Regions from separate parts of the Mus musculus genome. Here regions 1 and 2 are each linked to region 3. A link is a contact called in public HiChIP or PLAC-seq and promoter capture Hi-C data. All regions are on one chromosome and are shown on one strand. The core of a region is the stretch at or near the end of the contact, and the rest is flanking DNA. Distances in the headings are between cores, read along the strand shown. Region 1 holds the start of Slc16a4 (solute carrier family 16 (monocarboxylic acid transporters), member 4). Region 2 holds the start of Csde1 (cold shock domain containing E1, RNA binding). Region 3 holds the start of Cttnbp2nl (CTTNBP2 N-terminal like).

Region 1 (2,864 bases), core at 115-2,614, 2.2 Mb before region 3:
TCTTGTTAGACTGCTTTGAGCTTTTCTTCGTACAGTTCAGCACTTGGAAAGGGGAAAGAAACACTTACCAGGAAAAAATGAAGCACGACCATCCACCCCCATCCTCCATCAAGGGGTTTGGTGTAAGGGGAGGGCGTTTTTTCCTTCTTCACCATGATGCTTCCTGTAGGCTACATGCGGAGATCACTGGAACAGATGCAAAACAGTTGATTCAGTAGTCAAGAAAGTAATCTAACTGTAAGTGGGATATTTTGTTTGTCTTTTTGGTTGGTTTTAAGACCTGCTTTGTGGCTCCACCTGGCCTAGAACTTGTGGCTGTCCTTCCTTTACTTCCTGAAGGCTGCGATTATAGGTGTGCATGTTAAACTATTAAATTTTATTTTGTTCCATGGTATGAAACTTTTCACTTTTCCGTTCCCCCTTAGTTACGTGAAGTCTGCCTGATGTTAATAACCTCGAGTCCCTGATGGGAATGGCCACTCTACTTGTGCTCAGGATCTCCATCAGCTGTAAGCCAGTTTTAGAGGAAGCCATGTGTTACCCATCCATTCCTGTGAACCAGCCCTTGAATCTAAAGAAAAGTTAAATGGGAGGGGGCTCTTGGGTTTAGACAGCCCCTTTTTATGGAGCTTAGGTATTTTAAAGAACTAGATAGCCCAACAAAGTAACTTATCTCTTTAGAGGATACTAGATCAGAAAAACAAATTGGGAAGCCCACTTAGGAAATATGAGTGATTTGAAATAGAGGGTACTAAATAGGTTAAATATTTTGGTTGTGGTGGTGAACTTATGATTCTGCAGGAGACTAGTCTCCACCTTAGGAGAGAGATGCTAAGCATTCAAGATTAGAATGTCATAGTGTGCTAACTTCAGACAGAGTTGAGTAAATAAATACCCACATATTGAGAAAGAACGTGTTCTGAGGAATGGATGTTATCCTCATCTGTCCTTGTGAAAGCAGCCAGGTGTGTATGCGACGCATGTGTGTGTGTTTAGTGTCTAAAAAAGTAAGGTCTGTTAGATTAGACAGAAAGATGCCAGTTGTGAGATGTGTGTGTGTGTGTGTGTGTGTAGGGGGAGAGATTTCTATTAGATAATTCTAGACAGAGAGATTCTAGTCATTCCAGGTCCCTGAGAAGACCAACCCATCACCCAATTTCAATTCCACTTCACCTTACCTTTAAGCAAATGAATCCTCTAGAGACAAGAAAATTTCAGGTGAAAAATTATTTTCCCTAAAACGTTACTCTCTTTCTAAGGCTTCCCATTCCGCTGCTTGGTGGAAACAACCAGGCACTGTAGTCAAGCGGGGGCAGCGCTGAGGTTTAGCAGCTCCTGCCTGTGGACTTTACTTCCTGAGGGAGGAGGAGGAAAGGCTGTAACTTGAGAACAACTCAGGCCAGCCTTCCAGCCAGCCCACAAGGTACACTTTTTTCACCTCCGGCCAAAAGCCATTGGGTAAACCAAGGAGAAAATCTTCTCAAGTCTGGGATGGGGGATGGGACTCCAGATTTTTGAAAGTTGTCCAAAGTTCCTCAGGGAGGCTGAGACTAGTTTATAAAAGAAGCATAAAAGTCTTCCAGAGACGGGGGAGCTCTTTCTGGACCACAAATGGCAGTGCTGGAGCTGAAGATAGTGCTCCATGCTAGATAGTGCTCCATGATAGAGTGCCTGCTTAACGTGGGTACCTGGGTTTAGTCCATCTTAGCAAACCCACTGCAGTCCTTAGTAAATCCAGGCTGCTCTGTGCCCCTTTGTGCCCTCTGACTCAGTAGTATGATTAATTTGGGGTTTCAGGCCCCATTTTAATCGCTTTTTTGAACCCGATTACTTTAACTTTCCATGAAGATATATACTTACAGTAATTTTAATGAAACTTTTTCTTACTGAATTTTGGGAATAATTAAGGCTGAGTCCTAGAAAATTACCCGAATAATTCAACATTCCAGTCCAATTTCCTTCCTTAGCTCCACCTTCCACATTAAAAAAAAAAAAAGTCAACAAAATAGTGCCTTTGATCTCCTACACCAACATTCCAGGTTTTAATCCAGAGTGTATTTTAAGCCCAAGTATGGTTTCTTTGTTTGATCTGGAAATCTGCACCTTTGTTCTGTTTTTTAAACATGGGCTTCTCATCCTCTTAAAGCCCATCTCTAATTTTTCTTATTAAAATTCTTAAAGAAGGATGGCTTAGTTTGGGAGAACGCTCCGTGAACGCAACCATGGAAACATGATGCAGATATGGGTGTTGGTGGGAAAGATCAAAGAAACAGTCAGCAGAAGGCAAAACACAGAGGAAGAGATAATTATATACTCCAGAAATGTTTTTAGTGACCATCCATGGGACTGTTTTCAAGGTCTTTGGTGGCAGGATTGATACTCTTGAAACGTTGAGGGCTAGTGAGTAATGCTGGTTTGGATAGAAGCTCAACGTTGCATTTTAAGTCTTGAAATCCTGAACAAGCTAACCTCTTTGAATTTGTTTCGAAAGCTATAAAATGTTATTAATACTATTTTACAAGATTGTTTAGGATCAAGAATATTTCTTACTGCAGTGTATGGTAGCTCGCACTTACAGTCTCAGCATACAATGCAGAAGTAAGGAGGATTGCTGAGTTTGAGCAAATTGGGGTTAAAGTCAGACCCTGCCAGGCCGGGGGTAGTGGCACACGCCTTTAATCCTAGCACTCAGGAGGCAGAGGCAGGTGAATTTCTGAGTTCGAGGCCAGCCTGGTCTACAGAGTGAGTTCCAGGACAGTCAAGGCTACACAGAGAAACCCTGTCTTGAAAAACCAAAAAAAAAAAAAAAAAAAAAAGTCAGACACTGCCCCCACTCCCACTCCCTCCCCCCAAAAAAGAAAAAA
Region 2 (3,164 bases), core at 408-2,907, 2.0 Mb after region 3:
AGCCTGGTCCACGGAGTTCGAGGCCAGACAAGGCTACACAGTAAGACCCTATCTCAAAAAAAGAAAAGGAAAGGAAAAGAAAGGGGGTGGGGAGGGCAGACTGAGCATTTTGGTAGCTTGAATTAATGCCCTATAATTTGGAACTTATTTTTTTAAAAAGTAGGTTAGAGCAAGCAAGCAGTCTAGACAGCCAGCCATTTCAAGGCTAACCTAGGTTGCACAGTTTAAGGCTATAACCAATAAACAAAAGAAAAACAAACTTGGCAGTTTTGTGAACTAGAAGTTCACATCAGCCTAACATAATGTCCAAACTCAACTACAATCTTTAAACATCCTTAGTTCCTTTCTGCCCGTCCTCCTCAACTGCTTAAACAGCACTATCTTTTTGCTCATTTTAGTTGCAGAACAAGGAAACTAAGTGGTTTAATAATGTTCAGAATGTTTTCTGCAGTGGAAAGTGTTAAGGAGTACTCCCTGCTCACCTGTGAGTCAGGTTGGAGACCAGCCACAAAGGTGTTTCTAAGGTTAACTCTTTAAAGCAAAAGAACCGGGGCACTAAGATTGGGTATGGTTGAAACGTTCGACGGTCAAATCTTCCAATTTAATTTGCTCTCCGACTGGGGCTCTCACACTAGATAGATACATGACAAAGCCAAGCCATTCATTGCACAATGTAGGCCAGCGCTTGCACCACGGAGGGAGGGCATCACGGAACTCTCCTAACGCATGCCATTTACCCCAGACAGAAAGGTGGGAGACACGTGCCTAGAACGGGGCCCGACTCCTTTTTCAAATGCCAAAGGACAGTTAGGTGTGGAGACCCAGCCACAAGAGAATGTGAGTAAAGGTGTCAATTCCGCCGCGCTAGGGTCAGATGTGGCTGAGGGAACAGAGGTGTCCCGCAGCACTTTCCCTAGATGGAACAGGGTCTCAACCCACACACAAAGAAGGCGCCACTGCCGCACTGCGCTCTGGTAGTCGTAGTAGTATCCCCAAAGCCAGTGACGGCCAAGACAGACAAGGTCCCGAAAAAAAGAACAGGCCCTTCTCCCCGGCCTCTTCCAGCTGCACACAAAGGACCGCGCCACCACCCCCTCACCCCTCCCGCCGGGACTTGTAGTTCCCTTTCCCCCGCCAAGCCGCAGAGGGGGAAGAGGACGGACTACAGCTCCCGGCAGCCTTCGCGCCCGAGCCCCGCACCCTCTGCCTCCATCTTGGCTGCGGTCGGAGTTTCCATTTTCGCTCCCTCCCCCCACTTCAGTCACCGACACCGACACCGACACCGCCGCTACCCGCACCCCCTGGCCTCACCTCCTCACTAAGGCTTCGCGGCCGGCCCTGAGGCCGAGACGGTTGAAGCCAGGGTGAAAAAGGGACGCCTGGAGTAGGAACTCACACTGAACTCTCCTCCATCCGGAATTCTAGGAGTGCCCACTCTGACACTCAGAGGTCCCTCCCGTTAACCTGAGTCTCCTCAGCTGTCTTTAACCTGGCTCGTTGCTACCCCCACTTTAACACTGAGGTCGTACTCACCCCAACAGCTCAGCGCCCCCTCTCCAGCGCCGCCATAAGCAGCACGGCCCGGTACGTAGGAATAAATCTCGCTTCTCTCGCGAGAGTTGCAGGCTCCGAGCGCGTGCACGGGAAGGTGGGGGGAGCGTGCTCTTAGTACGCTTGCGCGCGAGGGCTGAGTGACGCCAGCCGCTGACCTGCGTTTAGCCACACGCAAGCCGGTGACTCTTCTTCTCTACGTTCGCCCCTGGGTAGTGCCAGAAGCAATCTCTGCGTTTAGTGACTCTGCTGCGACGCTGGGGGCGGGGCGAAGGGTGAATTTAGGCGTTCACCCGGTGTTCGCGAGCCCGAAAGCTTTCAGCGACGAGGCTTGAGTAGGAAGGCCTTATGAAGTAGGAACAGTTCTGAGGGCAGATCCGGGAGTGTCGTGAATAAAAAGATTTCACTTTCCTCAGCCATAATCCAGGAGTCCAAATCGCAGTTTCTCTTTAGTCACGGGACAGGCTTTCTCCTGTCTCCTACATTAGAAGGGATTTCATTGCTTTAGAGAAAAGTTTTTAACAAAGTAATTTGTAAAGCTTTTGTCTTCCAGAAACTACATTGCTTGCGACAGACAAAAATAAGCGAGGCTGTATTATCAATAAAATCTAAAATTCCCCAAACCACTTTAACTGTCCGTTTCAGTTACCAGAAGATTTTTGTAGTGTGTCAGTCTGAATAAGTATTTAAAAGGCTGAAAGCAGGCTAAAAGCATAATTCACCTGACTGGAGTAGAGGAGTGGAATGGTTAGATCTAACCATTGCAAAGTTATTTAGGCTGCCCTGTCAATAATCTAGAAAACAATTACTTTACTTTTACTATCTTGTTGGTTTTTTATTTTTGTTTGTTTTTTGAGACAGGGTCTCACATGTAGCACATGCTGCCCTGGAACTCTGGGAAATCTGCCTGCTTCAGCCTAGTGGGATTAAAAGTGTGGACAACCATGCCCAACTTCAGTGGTCCTCTTAACCATTTTGGGTAAAGGGTAGCTCCCTGAGGACACTCCCATCTATTTCCTGCTTCTGTGGGAGAGGAGAACATTCTCATCCTGGTGTACTTTCCTTGCGGGGGAGAGACAGGGACTCACCCAGAACTTGCTGTGTAGATCTAGCTGGCCTAGAACTCATGAGATACCCCCCCCCCTTCTCCTGGCCTGGCATTAAAGGGGCGTGCCACCACAACCTGCCAAGTGTACTTCTTACCCATACTTTCAGTTGGTTATTCAGAGAAACTGCAGACCTCTGTAGACATAGGTAGGGCTTTCAGGGGAACAAATTACATGTAATAAAATAAAATAAGCAACAAATATGAATATTGTCCCCCCACTCTGTGTGTGTGTGTGTGTGTGTGTGTGTGTGTATTGGAGACCCCAGTATTGGAAAAGCCAGAGCCATGAGATACCTGCAAAGCTGAAAGGAGTTAAGATCTGAAGAGCCCTTTGACGTCAGACATGGAGATGAAGTTTGGAGTTTGCAAACTGGTTCTCAGTCTTGCTTTGCAGATTACAGTTAAGAGATTGCACAAATCTCAGAAAAGACTTTGAACTAAGTTGAGACAGTTAAATACTAGGGGGACTTTTATTTTTCCAGACAGAGTTTCTCTGTGTAACAGC
Region 3 (3,206 bases), core at 376-2,875:
CTAATCACCACCCTTCCCTCTCAACAGGCCCCCCCACCACCCCCACCCCCACCCCCCACCCCCCCCCACCCCCGGTGGAAACTGGTGGCTGGTTAGCAGACTGTGGCACAGATTTGGTGTTATTCTTGTCATTTTTCTTTTCCAGTTCTTAACTCTATAGCCTTCCTCCGGTTCTCTTGGTTTCTTTGACTTCGTCTTCTCATCTTAATTTCTTACAGTGCTATCCACATTGCAGGGTAAGACAGTCTTCCCACACAGCACTGACACAGATAGTATATGGATGAACGAAGCGCTGTGTGGACAAGAAATACTGTTTGACTTCCTCTAAACCGTGATTACTTGGGCTGGGTATCTCTTTACCCAGACTGTAAACTGTACCTGTCTCGAGGGCTGTTTGCCTAGGGCAGTGGTTCTCAACCTTCCTAGTGCTACTGTCCTTTAATACAGTTCCTCATGTTATAGTGACTCCCTCAAACATAATTACGCTGCTACTTCATAACTGTAATTTTGCTGTTCTAGATTGTAATGTAGATATTTTTATAATGGTTGTCTAGGGGGTCGTGACCCACAGGTTGAGAACCATGAGCAGAGGGCTTTTTGTGTGTGTGTGTGTGTGTGTGTGTGTGTCCCTAATAGTCTCTTGCTGAATATTGTGAAAATTAGGAATAATGTATTCCGCGTAATATGTTACTTGTGCACTCAAATACTTGAGTTCTTATATGTACGTGTTACAAGTTCTTTAAAGCAATGCGGCTATTTAAACAGTTCAGTCACTTGTGGTGCTGAAGTGCAGGCTATGTATGGTAGAGTGCAATCTCTTCCCTCCAGGTCTTGTTTCTATCACTAAGATCTGCATTCCTGTGCTCAAGAGGCCAGCCATTTCCCCTCATCCTACTGTTCCGTTTCGGCTTCGTTACAAATGCATGGTCCACGGTATGACGGGGCCCAAACATATAAAATAGCCCCCCACATACATGAATGGCAAGCACAGTGTGGGGAAACACCAGGTAAGTTTGCAGCTATTTGGCTTTGCCCTGAAAGGCAAGTCGGTAGGGGTTATGCTCTCTACCAGGTGCTTCCACCCCAGCGTCTCCCTTTGTGTACATAGTGTGATGTGGTAAAGAAGATGGTCTTGCGCCCTTGCTTTCCAGCACCACACCCAAGGGGGAGAGAGAGAGAGAGAGAGGGAGAGAGAGAGAGAGAGAGAGGGGGGGGGGGCAAAGAAGACACGTTACTAGGTTTTCAATACTAATTCGAAAACAAACGCTAAAACTCACTTCTTTTATTCACATTTTAGATAAACCCTCAATTAAGCCACCACAAGGTGTTCCCAGGGTCCTGAAAAGTTGCAGAACCCGGGCGGAGACCAGAGCGAGCACAGACTCCAGCGGACCAGAGGAGGGTACTTCCTCCCGGAAGTGACGCCAGCTCAATCCCAGCCTGGCTCTCCCAAACAAAAGGGATCTTGCGGCCCCAGGAGGAGCCGGGATGACTTTGGAGAAGCCCCGCCTTCAGGCGGCGAGGATTGGTTTCAGAGCCGCAAGGGTAAAGCTATGATTGGCGAGGGTATCTGCCTGTCACTGCCGCCGGCGGGTAAGGGGCGGGTCCTGGGAGGCTGGGGATGGGGAGCGGGCGGCGGAGGCGGCGGCGGGGAAGGATCCCGGAGCGCCGAGGCCAGGTACGGAGCGTGGGCTCGGGGCTCTGCGGTGCCGGGGGAGCCGGGTCTCCGAGAGAGCCTCCTGGCCCGGAGCGTGAGTGGCTTTCAGCAGAAGTCCCTGTCGGGGTAGGGATGGTCCCCCTAGGGGGCGGGGCCGCCGCCTCCAGATCCCGGGATTCCCCAAGGAGGCGTCGCGGCATCCTCCGGGGTCTTTACGATTGTTCATTGTCTCTCGCTAGCCTCCGCCCCTCAGCAGGGGTCTCCTCCTGACCTGTCTCACTCTAGGTCGCCTTTTGCCCAGCCCTAGCCTCAGAGTGGTACTGGTGGGTACCGTTTTCTAGGCTGCAGCCCCCACCCCTATATTGGATCCCTGCGAATTCAGACATCCTTTCCCACATCTGTCCCTGCTGGCAAGCGTGGGTCCAGAACTAGGGTTCTGTATAAGATTTAAACACACACACACAAACCAGCGTTTTCCTTATGAGGGATGGGCGAGGGGGAGAAAAAAAGACGAAACCCAGACAGACACCTCCAACAGCCAAAGCGGCCTTTCCCCCTCTTTTAGCTCTTCCCATCCCCCAGCCTGTGATTGCTCCTACAGCCTCCCCAGATCCTGTATTCTCTTTCTGAGTGTTGAAAGCTCCCCGGCTTAAATTATACATTATCTTCTTCCCATCGCCCTTTGTACCTTTCTTGCCCTTTCTGTTTCTTTTGGGAGAAACCAGCTTTTAGGGGCTTTTTAGGTTTGAGTTGCCTTTCGATTTTGCTTTCTACCCGGTTTCTTCTCTTGAGAACTTAGTAGGGAAGCATCCGCATATTTCATAGCAAGGTGGGTGTGTTAGCTTTCAGCAGAGCTGGCCTTGTGTGGGTAGGAATGCAGTGTGTATTGTTTGACAGTCACTGAATAATACCATATTTTCAAATGAAATGGTGCCGAGGAGTCAGTAAATGCCTTTGCAGAAGGAGTCCCCATCTCCCAATTTGGAGTGGGCTGGTCCGTTGCTCAGGGAAACTGCAGTTAACCTTGAAGGTGTATGGCAGGTTGAAACAAAAGACAGGAAGTATTTGAACAAAATTCAGGTTCAGTTGGCTAGGTTTATAATTAATCTGGTCCTGTGGCCTCTGAGTACTGTCTCACCCCTCTTTTATAGTGGGATTTTACCCTCAAAGGAAACGAATATACATGTAATGTGGTGGTGTCTAGCACACCATCATCATCAACCAAAATTTAAAGCATTAAAATAAAAGGTACTTTTCAGTTTCAGAGAGAAGGGCAGATAAAAGCCTTGGGAATTCAATTTTCACGTCTCTGTAGAGTCCCTGTAAAGATCTACTAAAGTCTTTGGCATTTTAGCAGTTGCAAAGTACAAATGATTTTGTCCTGACATTAATGTCATTGAATCTCCAGTCATCATCTGTGGCCAGCAGTACCACCTATTAATTTTTCCATATTTTTAGCATTTTAAGTTTTTATCTCAAGTTCATTTTCCTGTTGGTTATTTATAGCTGATAGAGGCGAGGTGCGGAGTTGCAATCAGAGAGGGTGATT

Evidence for each region. Promoter capture Hi-C pulls out the DNA fragments that hold promoters and counts their contacts. HiChIP or PLAC-seq counts read pairs in DNA pulled down with a chosen protein or histone mark.
Region 1: a contact with region 3 is called in a promoter capture Hi-C map of embryonic stem cells, with 3 times the contacts expected there. The contact joins the promoter of Slc16a4 here to the promoter of Cttnbp2nl in region 3. A contact is called at or near these places in 3 of 39 promoter capture datasets (embryonic stem cells, liver and pre-B cells).
Region 2: a contact with region 3 is called in an H3K27ac HiChIP or PLAC-seq map of bone marrow-derived dendritic cells, with 8 times the contacts expected there. The contact joins the promoter of Csde1 here to the promoter of Cttnbp2nl in region 3. A contact is called at or near these places in 1 of 39 promoter capture datasets (liver) and 1 of 115 datasets of contacts at active chromatin or transcription factors (bone marrow-derived dendritic cells).

What each region holds. Positions count from the first base shown.
Region 1 is chr3:107,289,730-107,292,593 of GRCm38.p6, reverse strand. Slc16a4 (solute carrier family 16 (monocarboxylic acid transporters), member 4) reads right to left here and starts at 1,364. Exons shown (of 9, transcript NM_146136.2): 1 at 1,179-1,364; 2 at 69-186. The coding sequence starts at 155.
Region 2 is chr3:103,019,039-103,022,202 of GRCm38.p6, reverse strand. It overlaps Csde1 (cold shock domain containing E1, RNA binding), which reads right to left and starts at 1,657. Exons shown (of 19, transcript NM_001161854.2): 1 at 1,534-1,657.
Region 3 is chr3:105,051,372-105,054,577 of GRCm38.p6, reverse strand. It overlaps Cttnbp2nl (CTTNBP2 N-terminal like), which reads left to right and starts at 1,625. Exons shown (of 6, transcript NM_001163332.1): 1 at 1,625-1,678.